3 separate regions of the Mus musculus genome follow, and all the other regions are linked to region 2. A link is a contact called in public Hi-C data. All regions are on one chromosome and are shown on one strand. The core of a region is the stretch at or near the end of the contact, and the rest is flanking DNA. Distances in the headings are between cores, read along the strand shown.

What was found. A called contact is a pair of places that touch in the nucleus more often than the background predicts.
Region 1: a Hi-C map of cortical neurons shows a contact between it and region 2, with 1.7 times the contacts expected there. The contact joins two enhancer-like sites. A contact is called at or near these places in 2 of 484 Hi-C or Micro-C datasets (cortical neurons and nephron progenitors), 2 of 115 datasets of contacts at active chromatin or transcription factors (embryonic basal ganglia and neural tube) and 1 of 9 other capture datasets (adipose tissue).
Region 3: a Hi-C map of cerebral cortex shows a contact between it and region 2, with 2.5 times the contacts expected there. The contact joins two enhancer-like sites. A contact is called at or near these places in 7 of 484 Hi-C or Micro-C datasets (cerebellum, cerebral cortex, embryonic stem cells and 2 more), 9 of 115 datasets of contacts at active chromatin or transcription factors (craniofacial prominence, embryonic basal ganglia, embryonic forebrain and 6 more) and 1 of 9 other capture datasets (pancreatic islet).

Annotation. Positions count from the first base shown.
Region 1 is chr5:131,615,008-131,619,111 of GRCm38.p6, forward strand. All of the region lies in intron 5 of Auts2 (autism susceptibility candidate 2), which reads right to left. Among named protein-coding and RNA genes, the nearest start is that of Gm29681, 200 kb to the left of the region's middle. Within about 2 kb of position 1,729, at least 65 of the 459 cell types and tissues checked have an H3K27ac peak or open chromatin away from gene starts, as enhancers often do. A contact at or near this core is called in cortical neurons, where this site is marked.
Region 2 is chr5:131,765,271-131,769,607 of GRCm38.p6, forward strand. The region is part of intron 5 of Auts2 (autism susceptibility candidate 2); the gene reads right to left. Among named protein-coding and RNA genes, the nearest start is that of 4930563F08Rik, 110 kb to the right of the region's middle. Within about 2 kb of position 2,106, at least 14 of the 459 cell types and tissues checked have an H3K27ac peak or open chromatin away from gene starts, as enhancers often do. A contact at or near this core is called in cerebral cortex and cortical neurons, where this site is marked.
Region 3 is chr5:131,536,991-131,540,944 of GRCm38.p6, forward strand. All of the region lies in intron 5 of Auts2 (autism susceptibility candidate 2), which reads right to left. Among named protein-coding and RNA genes, the nearest start is that of Gm29681, 120 kb to the left of the region's middle. Within about 2 kb of position 1,736, at least 172 of the 459 cell types and tissues checked have an H3K27ac peak or open chromatin away from gene starts, as enhancers often do. A contact at or near this core is called in cerebral cortex, where this site is marked.

The sequences.
Region 1 (4,104 bases), core at 479-2,978, 150 kb before region 2:
CTGACACTCAAGATTACACCCTCCCCCACAATCACTGGAAGCAAATTATGTAATTATATTTTGAGTAGAGCTTTCTCTCCAGTTTTCTCCAATTCTATAGCTTCCCACAAGTAAAAAAAAAAAAAAAAAAAAAAAGCACCAACAACCCTTTAGAAGAGGAAAGTAAACACTATACTGCCAGAGAAGCAAATAACAACTCTCTAATTACCAGATTACTCCCCAACCAAGGTAAATACCTTCACTCTTTAGAGATCCGTAATCTGAAAGCTGGCCGTCCCTGAGCTATCCAACGCCTCCGACCGAACAGCCCAAGCCCCAGATTTTCAAGATGGAAACTCTAGGAGGGTAAAACGCACTCTTGAACGGCCCCTCCCCCTCTTCCAGGTTCATTCTCACCGAATTCTGGAAAACACCCATCCTACTTCATGCTACTACCTGAGAGCCCTGGGCATCTCTGGATTACCTGATAAGTTCATTTGGATTTTTTTTTTTATGAGGCTCAAATTAGCTGCAAATCAAAAGTCTAGCTTGTCCCAGCAGGGTACAGAGCCTTTACAGAGAATTCAGCTCTACTTCTGTTACTCCAGCAAGGTACCCATATTTATTTAAACCTACTGGTTACTTATCCATTAAATGGGTTTCTTAACCATCACATTGGTTATTTAATTCCTACCCCCATGGTTCCCCCTAGAAATAAAAAGTGCACTATAATTATATAAACTCTTAATTAAACTGAAGAATTCAGTTGCCATTACCCGTCAGTAATTCCACTCAATTAGGACAATAGACTTCCATTTATTACTGAACTCCTAATTGCTACTCATTTTCCTGGGTAGTAACTGCCAGTCCTATCAGACGATCCGCTTAAAGAAAATCCTGCTACAACATATATATTTCAATCCGGGATGGGGGTGGGGTGGGGAGGGGAGGTGAATCACATAGCCCTTACTAGTTAGGAGCTAGGTCCTCTTCTGCAGCCCCGAATGACTCCTAGGCTTAGAAATCCGAAGGCTGATGCCTCAGGCTGCCTGCGATCCACTGACTCCAGGAAGACTCAGCCACAAAGGCAGACCATTATCCAGGTAGGCGAGAGAATCCCAAAACCAACACGAAAGGAAAGAGAACTCAGAAACAATAGCACTTCATACAGTTCCTGAATTTCCAAAGACCAAATTCAAAGTCTCCAAGGAAGAGGCATTTCAGATCCGGAGATCCAAGGTAGATATTGGATTTGTCGCGGGAACCACTTGGGTCCTGGAACACTGAAGATAAGGGTTCGTAAGTGGCAGCGTAGGGGTACCTTCGCAGGGATCAGCCAGGCTTCACCTTCCTAGGCAGGTCCAGTGCGCTGAGGACGCAGAATCCTGCATTGGACTTGCACAAGTCCTGCCGTGGAACCGACTTTCAAATAGGTGTGCGGCGACTAGATGTGAGCCGGTGAGCGACCTACTCACAACTCCGGGACAGCAGGGGCTCCGGAGCGGCACGACCCTAGTCCGCAGACCAGCCAGGCTCTTGACGCGCCTCGACCCGCCTCCTCATGATCCTCTTTCCAATTAGCCCAGAAACCTGCAAACCGGCCGTCGACTAGCAAAGACACCCGCGGTGGGGAAACTTGACAATTTATTCCTGAGACCCGGGGGAGGTCACCCGCAGTGCACCAGCTGATTGGCTGCAGCGAAGGTTGCAGCGGTCGCAAAGCAAAGGCAGAGAGAGCGCGCACAGCTTCTGTTCCCGGTCGGCAATCCCAGTGGGCTAGGCAGGGGTATATAGGCAGCTCTGTAGCCAGCGGGGAGGGGGTGGCTTGGTGCACGTGACATGGAGGCTGTCCTAGGCACAACAGCCCTCAAACAGCAAACAGCTTCTCTATCCGGATTGGGTGGCTGCTTGGGTTTTTAGATGTCAAACTCTGAGCCCTCAATCCTGCTCTCTATCTCTCTCTCTCTCTCTCTCTCTCTCTCTCTCTCTCTCTCTCTCTCTCTCTCTCTTTCTCTCTCTCCCCTTTCTTAATTTCTTTTTCTTTTTTCCTGGTTTACTGACAGGGTCTCGGGTAGCTTAGGCTGGCCTCTAGCTTACTGTGTTGCCAATGCTAGCCTTGAATTCCTGATCCTCCTGCCTCCATCTCCAAAATGCTGTGACTATAAGCATGGACACCATGCCTACCTAGCTCAGAAGAGAACAAAGCTTTATCTCTGATTTTCTATCACAGAAAGGGAGACAGAAGATGAAATGGAGGAGACTAGAGATGAGTGGGAGGTGGGCTCAGGCCTGCCTTCCTTCTGCCTTCCCTCCCTTCTGTTTCTCCCTCATTTCTCATTTTGGGGGTAGGGTGGGTGGGCAGGGTGTCCTGTGCCCTACGCCATCTTGGAACTTTCGTGTAGCTAAAGATGACCTTGAGCCCTGGCTCTCCTGGGTGCCAGGAGTACAGAGTGTGCACCCTCACACCTGGTTTACGCAGAGCCGATAGGCAAACGTTCTATACCAACTGAACTACATCTCCAGAGGACCCCAGCTGCCCTTGGTGCTGCCTTCCCCCAAAGAGCATTTACAGCCTTGTCCCAGACGTATGGGATACGGAATGCACTCAATTACTGGTGTCTATTCCACAGTAAATCAGAGAGCCTTGTCTGCATTCTATACACTAAGAAACTAAGCTTGGGATACTTCTGTGACTTCCATTCCCTGAGCCAACAAATCAGAATGGACACACAGAGGCAAGCCTTTAATCACAGACTGCAGCCACATTTCAGTGTTCCTTGACCGAGGGTGTGTGTGGAGGATGGCTATTCCACACAGCATTATCTCTGTGCAGGGAACTCACAGCCAGGGGAGAATAGCAGAAGCCATGGAGGATGCTGCTTTCTGACCCATTCTCAGTCACTTGCTTAGGTAACAAGAGACTTACACAGCCCAGGACTACCTACCCAAGGAATGGTGCTGTCTCTAGGGAACTAGAGCCCTCTTACATCAATTAGCAAGAAGACAACCCCTCACACTTCAATCTGATTGGACATTCCTTCCTTCTCCGGTGTCAGGTTGACAGTTAAAAGCTAAGACAAAGGTACTATATTGCAAATGATACCAAGCCCCTAACAGTGGTGACAAAGTGGCTAGTCACACTTCTTGTAGTCTATCCACTCCATTTGGGAGATTCTTACTGCCTGGAGCTACATCAAGGTTAACGAGCTCATCCACCCCTGTCTCCCAGTGACTCAAGGTGTCTCCCTGTACCCTGAATGCACAGACAAGAGACTCCAGTCCTCTGGTGCTACCTGGATTTGGAATACGAATAGGCAGGGCTCAACACTAGGGGCACCGTGCTTGTCATCTTCCTGGACAGGCTGGTGAACTTGCTGATGACTGCTAGCACAAGACACTTTCTTCAAGCAAGGCCTCTGGATCAGCAGCACCCAGGAACTTTTATCAGCCATGACAAATACCGGGCCAGACCTCCTCCTACCGAATCAGAAGCGGTAGAGGTGAGACCCAGCCGTCAGTTCTCAGGAGGATGCCAGGAGGTACTGGCGCAAGCTCAGGATAAAGAAATTCAACTCCAAGTGCTACTTTCTGGGGTCACACGTGAGAACAAAGGAAAAGGCCAGGTTGGAATCTGAGCAAGTCACCACTGTGCATCAAGAAGTAAACGTGTTCCTCCTCAGCCTCAGCTGCAGCTCTTCTAGGGCCAGCTCTGAAAGAGTCTGAGAACCGAGGCTACAGGAGTCTCTTGAGGTTCTGCGGCTAGATTAATCTTCTTGGCATCTCGGTGTAGTGGGAACAGAGTCGAGATCTGGTCAGGCCAGGCTCTGTGGATCATGTCATGGACATCTGGGGCAGCATGCTATTTTCTGTCTGGCGATGTTCTGGGATGCTCCGTTGGGTGAGACGAAGCCTCCTGCCAAAGGGTCAGGGCTCCTTTGGGGACCTGCTATTCAAATGGCTGGTGTGCCATGTGGGGACACTAACACAGATTGTGGGGGATGAGTTGTTGCACTGTGGCATTCCCTGGGGTGGTACCACTGGACTTGAAGTCCAATCCTAGAGGGACAGTCCCTCTGCTTGCCTGGATATTGTAACAACTGAACAGCATCTGGTGTTGGGGGGAGG
Region 2 (4,337 bases), core at 856-3,355:
CTTTTGCGTGCGTATGTGTGTGCATTGAAGGGGTACGTGCACAGGTGTGTTTCCATGGTAACAGAAGCCAGAAGAGGATGTTGGGTATATTTCTCTATCACTCTCGGCCTTATTCCCTTGAAACAGGTTCTCTCACTGGACCTGGAGCTAGGTAGGTAGCTAGTAAGCTCTAGTGATCCTCTTGTCTACAGTCCTCCCACCTCCGTAGCACTGGAGTTATAAGAACATATGACCACACTGGTATTTCTATGTGGGTGCTGGGATCTGAGTACTCTTATCCACTGAGCCGTCTCTTCAGCCCTTGGATCAAGATGCAGCTGATTGACAAACCAAGGATGGAGACTGCACAAGCCATAATGAGGGCCTCCTCAGTTTCTAGAACATTGCTGAGGATGCACGGCCTTTAACAAGGGTAACACATGGCCTGGCAATCAAGCAGCAAGACTCTTCTGTTAGAAGCACAAAGCCACAATGCCTCGTCTCCAGTTTGACTTTTCAGCAGTTTCAAAGTCCTTCCTGAGCCAAGTGGAGAGTGCATGTGTGTGTGGTCTATGCTGGATTAGGAAAAGAAGCCATGGTTAGATCTCTTCCCTAATACATGAGTTGCATCATGACCAAGAACAACAATGAAAGAAAACCTTTTCTTTGAAGACAGTAGCCCAAGATGGTCTCCAGTTAACTATGTGGCTGAGGAAGGCCTTGAACTTCTGCTCTCTTGGCCCTACCTCCCAAGAGCTGTGTCTACATGCACCTTCCACTTTACCTGGCTTATGTGATGTGGAGGATGGAACCCGGGGTTTCCCAGCATGCTAAGTAAGAGCACTACCCACTAAGCTTTATTTCCTGACCCAGTTTCAGTGATAAAATATTACCCTGAGAGTTGGGAGGGCATGGGAGTTTGTAAGGGGGAAGCTGATATAATCTTTTTTATTATATTACTAATTAAAGATGTATTAAAAGTTGAAGATTAATAAACACATAAGTAAATATAGAGCAATAACAACAAGAAAATCCTGAAGGACACAGTTGAATGGGTAGGGAGGAAGGGTGCATTTGGGAGGAATTGAGGAAGTGAGTATGATCAATACAGATTCTATGAGGGCCTGAGTGTGGTGATGGACACCTTTAATCCCCACAATGGGAGGCACAAGCAAGCAGGAAGGCAGATCTCTGTGAGTTCAAGGCAAGTCTGCTTAACATAACTCTAAGACATCTAGAGCTACACCCTGAGACCTTGTCTCAAATACATGAAGAACAACAATCCATTGTACCAAATTCTCAAAGAACAAATAAAAAAAAAAGTGAGCAAAAATATTACCTCAGAAGCTTTGTGAATATTACCTCAGGTTAAAAAAGAAATACTATCCCTGGCCCCCTTAGGCCTGAAGAAAAGCTTTCCCCTGCAAATAGGAAAGGTTTGATACCTGGGAACAGCTGCCAATGGGGCAAATGGGTATCATCTATTACTTAATGGCTGCCTGCTCATTTTACAACGGCCCCACATTACTCTGATGTGTATGAATAATATGTTTAGATAAGGGGGTTGAAAGGATATGGTTTTAGAGACCTTTTAAAATCTAGTGCTTCTATCGAGACCTGAGTTCTGGGGTCCCTTGGGTCTTGTGCAGGACTCAAGGTCCTTGAGCTAGAGCACCGATTTCCTCTTGCCCAGTGTGAGTCTTGATCCAAGTAAACAAGTTCAGTTAACAGCTAGGGAGGGCAGGCACACACCCTGTACTCTACTCTTCCAAGAGCACGGTGGTACCATGTCACCCCATCTCCTACACCACAATACTAAGCATCACCCTGCATATAGAAATGACAAGGGACAGAGCCAGGAACGAGATTAGAGATTCCTTCTGATCCGCCATCCCTTGGCTCACACGGCCAAAGAGAAGTGGGTAGGTGGAGAGATTGTGAATTTAAATCTTGACATTAATTTCATAACCAAATGAGGGGTGTTACTTTACAGAGTGAGGGTGCTGCCAGTGTGAGAGAAAAGAAAATGCAGAGCACGGGTGCAGAAACACTATTGCTGCTACACTGTTCTCCTGACAGCGATGCTCCTCCAGCGTGGGATTGGTGTAATTGCTTAATTTGGGTGATAAGGGGGCCAAGTGCTGCCTCTTCCTTGTTCCTCATGACAAATGAAGAGACATCCCACATCCACGATGCTAGGTTCACCGCCTACTTAATTCACCGCCCCATTTCTCCCTTCCCAGGAGTCTTCCAGGTTCTCTGCTGCGAACACGAAATGCTGTTCCTCTGGCTGAGGATGCTTGCAGTGGGGGTCTCATCGGATCCATTCCACGGGCAAGTCTGTCTCCTGCATTTCAGAACGGGCTCTGCTTTCCCAGCCCTTTCCCAGATACTTTCACATTAATTAGTAAGGGTATCATTTTATAAATTATAGCTTCGTATCCGAAGAAAGCCGAGTTTATCTTAATTCAGTCAGCTGTGTGAAATACCGTACCCTAATTTTAGACTGCCGGTTCTGCGGATCCCCACGGAGTTAGAATGACAGGTCTTCCGGAGAGAATTCCCACCATGTCCCTCCTGCAAGTCTCACTTTTGGCTACAACAGCAGCCCCGGTGGGACTTGCTGAAGGGATCCCAGGATGCTGAGTGGCATCTACACCACCATTAGCAATTCATATTTGTATTCGAATCCTCCATGCGGTGCCAGCAAGCACCCTAGTGGGCTCAGGGGCTCCAGGGAAAGGCCCAGCCATGGAGCAGGCTGACAGGGCCCCTGCAAAGCTGGGAGGATGGTGTTCAGGTTGGTGATAAACACTACCCTGTCTCAGCTGGAAAAGGAGAAGGCTGGCAGACTTAACTACACGTGGGCCAGGCAGGCGCTGGTGCAATTAGAGGCTCCTGGGTCCCTGCTGGGAACCCCCTGGAGAAACACCCATGTTAGAGCAGGGATAGCAGAGAGGGCGTAGCTCCCAGTTTCAAAAGCCTTCATGATCTTCAAGATGCAAACAAATTACACCCCAGTGCTTAAGCAGGGGGTGTACCGTGCACAAAAAGACCGTGCCTCCTGCCCCCTGCCCACCGACTGATGTCTTACCCTTAGTCCTGCCTGTTTACTCTCCTCACACAGCCTGGGACTCAGTTGTTCATTTTTCTGGCTTTTTGCTGCTGCTCCCAATCACCTTGATCATCCCCTTCCAATATTTCTAATGACGACAACCATGCCATTCTAGAAACAACCAGAGCCTAAGGATCTAGATTAATGATGGTGGATGTCCTCAGAGACTCCAGGGCAAGGGACCTGGAATGGAGACCAGGTCTGGGGTAGTTCCTTGGAGATTCTGGGGTATAACCAAGGCCAAGAGCCTTGACTGAGATACTATGAAAAAAATAGCAATGAGGAATTTTTACCACCTTCTCCCACTACTGCAGGCAGCTGTGTCAATATGGAATCCACTTTACTTATTTATTTGAAATAGAGGCTCCCTATGTAGGACATGCTGGTGTGAAACTTGAAATTCTGCTGACCCAGTCTCCTAGATGTTGGCATGACAGGTCTATGCATTCAGGCTTTTGAAATAAAGATGCCTGGACTAGCGGGAGAGCTTGTTTGAAAGAGCTTTCTGTTCAAACATGACTTCAATGCCCAGAACCCACAGGCTTAGGATCCCAGTCCTGGGCAGGCAGTGACAGGACAGTTCCTACAGTTTGCTGGCCAGAAAACCTGGCCTTCTTAGTGAACTCCAGGCTAACAAGAGTCTATCCTAAAAATCATATAGGCAACACTTGGTAATGGCCTCTGCATGTACCTGCACACAGGTACACATGGACCCACCCTTACAGGAAACTGCACATATACGCAAGTGTGCACACAAAGACCTTGAATAAAATCAGCCCTCTTGTAGAAGTGAGGCCAGCTGTCGCTTTCCTGTAGAGCTCTCAAAATGGTCAAAAGGCTGCAGCATCTTCCTGGGTGCCAAAGGCGCCCCACAGAATTATGGAGGGTTTTGTCCTATGTCCATGTGACCTTGGAGCTAGCATGGGCAGCGATTGAACTTTGTATGCTGTCACGTATCCTGACACAAGTTGGCTGTCCAAAATACACAAGGTCCTACTTCTAAGGAGCTAAGATTCTCTCCTGGGGGTTGGAGGCAGGAAGCACTGACTTGTCAGTTAAACAAAAGAGCAGCCCGCAGCCCCCTACCCAGTGTGTACCTCCGCTGTCATCCAACAGCCCATTACCATGTCACAGCACGGCGCACCCTTCCATAGGTCACTTTGTTTAAAATGACATGGATAATGCACATGTCAGCAGGCTGACAGTCCTGGCCGTCCTTCAGAGATAAAAACCTCCAGGCGAG
Region 3 (3,954 bases), core at 486-2,985, 230 kb before region 2:
AAATAAAAATAAAGAAATAAAAAATTCCCGTGCGCACGGGTGGGTCCCAGATGTTTGAAGCTGTACCCGGAACCCCTTAAAACTCAATTCGCTAAGGTAGCTCTCCAAAACGGCACCCGCAGGAAGAAGGTGCAAAGACAATTCTCTTAGAAACTTAGGCGCGGGTGAGTTCCTGCACCAGCTAGCTCTCCTTTGCTTCCCCGGGCTCCGCGTGCGCACAAGCGGGAGGGCGGGGACCCGGAGCTCAGCCCAAGGACAGTGACCCGTCAGCAGGCAGCGCCGCTCCAAGGAGCCCTTCCTAGCCCGAGCCGGTGCGGGCATTCCCAGCCTAGGAGTCCAGCGGATCTCCCTTGGGAGCTATGGGTTCACTCCCGGAGGTGGGATCGCCTCTGTTGGCTAGGGCCTCCCCCGGCAGGCACTCACGGCTCACCGGCCGAGCCCAGCCAGCTCAGGGAGCTAGGAAAGTACAAAGGGGAGCGGGGGAGGGGTGGGGGAGGAAGGCCAGGCCCGCCAGACGCCAGCAGCCCGCCTCCGTTACCACCCTGGCCCGGCTGCGGCCGCAACAAAAGACCCCTCGACCCCTGCCTCCTCCCCCGAAACCGCGGACCGCAGGCGAGCCAGCCACCCCACCCCATCCCCCCAACGGTGGTGGTGGTGGGGCAACATTACCTGGTCGCCAGGGGTTCGGCGGTCTTGTCAACCCCAAGTTCATGGTTTGAGTCCTCCGTCAGGTTCTCTCCGGGTGGATCACCACACACCACCGGGAGAGAGCAACCAAAACCCAAGGCAGAGAAAACGCCCAACTCCAGCCGGCCCGGCTAGGTCCACAAGTCTGTGTGTTTTGCTAATTCCTCTCCAAAGTCTCAAAGCTGAGGCACGCGAACCAAATCCGAACCGGATCCTAAACGGCAGCAGAGCCAGCAGCAGCAGCACCCGGCTCCTCCACGGCAGCCAGGAGTCAACGCCGCGCGCGCACATCCAACGCAGCCAAGTCCCGGGCGGGTGGCGGGGAGATGGGGAGGGGGCCCGGCCCGCGCGCTCTCCTGGTTGCTCCTGCGGGGCGCGCGGGGAACCGGCTGGCTTAAACCAGAGGCTCAACTTGGTGCGCCCTGGGGACCTGGCAGGGCTGAAGAGCAGCGGCCCGGGAGCCGCTGCCGCGGCGCGCGGAGCTAAGAACGAGGCGGCTGCGGCGGCGACAGGACAAAGGAGACCATGTGCGGAGGGAGGGAGGAGGGAGAGGGAGGAGGAGGAGGAGGAGGAGGGCGTACGGCGGCAGAGGCGAAAGCAGCTCCCCGGCGGCCGCCTCGGGCTCCCCAACAGCGGGTGCCGCCGGTACGGCACCGCCGCGGGCTGATCTGATGGGTCCTGGGCCCGCTGCGGCGTGGCACCGACACGCTCCGGGAGTCGCAATCTGCCGCGGGTGTTGCCCGCCTGCGGTGTGGAAAGCTGTGGTTGAAGCTGCTACGGGGCGCGCAGGACTAGCTCCGCTCCGGCCTGCCTCTCCCGCCTGTTCCTGGCTCAAGTGAACTCCATCAGGCGGCCCGCCGCCAGCGCCACCGGCTACCCGGGGCTGGATTGAGGGAGAGAAGGGGGGTCCCTGGTAGTGACGCGAGGACACCCCTTTCTCCCACCCTTGCTCTCGCGCTCTGGACTTCGCTGCCCGGATTGTACCGAGCGCGCCTTACTCCTGGCGCTCGCGGCTCTCGGAGCGGGACTTCTCGGCGCGCCCAGCCGGAGCCGCCAGCCGGTGCCACCGCCCCTCCTCCGTCCCGCCCCACGTGCCCCGCCCCTCGCCGCCCCTCCTCTCCACCCTGGCGCCCGGTTGGCCCCGCGGGGGCGCAGTCCCTGGGTGCGACACTGACAGCTGTGGCTCCCACTACATCCCGCCTCCGGTTGCGGACCGGCCCCTGGTCCCCATGGCGCCTTTCCCTCTACGGGCAAGAACCGCGACGCTCCGGTCCTTTTTGCAGTTACAGCTTCCGAGATTTGCTCTAAACCAAGGAGAGGCTACTAGGCCCGTAGCCCGGGGTTGAATTGCCTCTAGGCCAATCTCATATGCAAAGAGTTGGTTCTGAGATGGGGGTGGAGGTCCAGATTCTGGGCACACAGTAGGTGCACAATATAACATAATCTTTGTACTGTCTGACATGGATGGGAGGTTGGGTTCCTAGTCTAGAAGAAAAAGATCTTGATCTAACCCTCATCCCACGAATCACGGTAGGTTTCATGAACTGCCTTCCCTCTGCACAGTTCCTCAAACTATCCGACTTGTGTATACATTCACACCAGCCAAGTGGTGACTGAGGCTTCCCCTTCTATGCAGCAAACATAAAGACAGGGAAAGCAAAGTCAAAGCTTCGCTCCATGGATGGTAACTTATCATCTATCACCAGGATGTCCCCTGGAGCCAGCTCAGCTAAGCTAAGCGCGTTGGGGCAGAGATGGATGGATGGATGGATGGATGGATGGATGGATGAAATCATTAATTCGGCCCTCAGTCATTTAAGTGACTGACCTTCTACCAGAACACACAGCCGCTCTTTCCTTTTTAATCAAGTGTAAGATTCTCTCTCCCTCCCTCCCCACCCCTCTGAGTGTGCTACTTGTGTTCCAGTGCTCCATAGGACAGATGCCCTGGAGCTGTGAGTGGCCTGATTTGGGTGCTAGGAACTTGACAAGAACAAGCACTCTTAACTACTGAGCCATCTCTCCACCGTCAACACTGAAATTCTATAATCCCAGTACTTGGACAAAAGATATTAAATTTCAGAATGGTCTAGGGCACATGGTAAAAACCTTAGTGAAATGAATCAATAAATGACCAATAGTAAATACATGTTTCACCTCTGTGAAGGTACTTCACCACCACTGATGTCATTGAACTCTTAATATAAATTAAAAAAACAATTTTTACCCCAAGGTGCCAGAAAGAAGGCTCAGCATTGTAAAGATTGTAAAGGCATTTGCCACCAAGCGTGACAACTAGAATTTCATACCTGGGACCCACACAGTGTATAAAGAGAACTGTCCTCTGACCTCCATAAGTATACATACAATAAATAAATAATAAATAAATAACTGCAATAAAAAAATTTTAATTTTTCAAAAAAGAAATGGGGGTGGGTACTTGGTGTATAGCAACTTTTTCTTTCTTTCTTTCTTTCTTTCTTTCTTTCTTTCTTTCTTTCTTTCTTTTTTTTTTTTTTTTTTTTTTGAGACAGGGTTTCTCTGTGTAGCCCTGGCTGTCCTGGAACTCACTTTGTAGACCAGGCTGGCCTCGAACTCAGAAATCCACCTGCCTCTGCCTCCTGAGCGCTGGGATTAAAGGTGTGCGCCACCATGCCTGGCACATAGCAACATATTATAATCCCTCTAATAAAACTAATTTTGGAAATCAAAGGTCTCTTTCAAGCGTTAGCCTTCTGGAAAATACAGCAAAATGACGTTTGGGGGAAATGGACTGGTTTAACTATCCACTTAGAGGAAAGGTAGTCTGTAGCCCCAGCAGGCCTGGAGTCTCTATGTAGCCAGGGTGACCTTGACCTCCAGATCTTGAACAGCTTTGAAATTCAGCAAAGCCCCAGTCTTCCTAATTGGACACTTCATTTTGTTTAGTTTTACTGCAACGGTATCTTACTACATAGCCCAGGCAGGTCTCTACTCCTCCTTTCTTCCCAGTGATGGGATTACGGACACGTACCACTACATCAGGCCCAATTCTGGAAGATTTCCAGTCCAAGGCTGGAAGACATCATGTCTTTTGTATTCCAGTAGCTTAATACACAAAATATTTCTGATTTCTTAACATCACTTTCAGACTCTGAGCTGGTTCTAAAGACGGCAAATCTTAGAGAGAGGCAATCCTACTAACTGTCAATGAGGAAGCCCTGGACTCGAGCTGAGACAGGAGTTATGGGCCAGCCTGGACTATGCAAGATCTAATCAACTAAACAA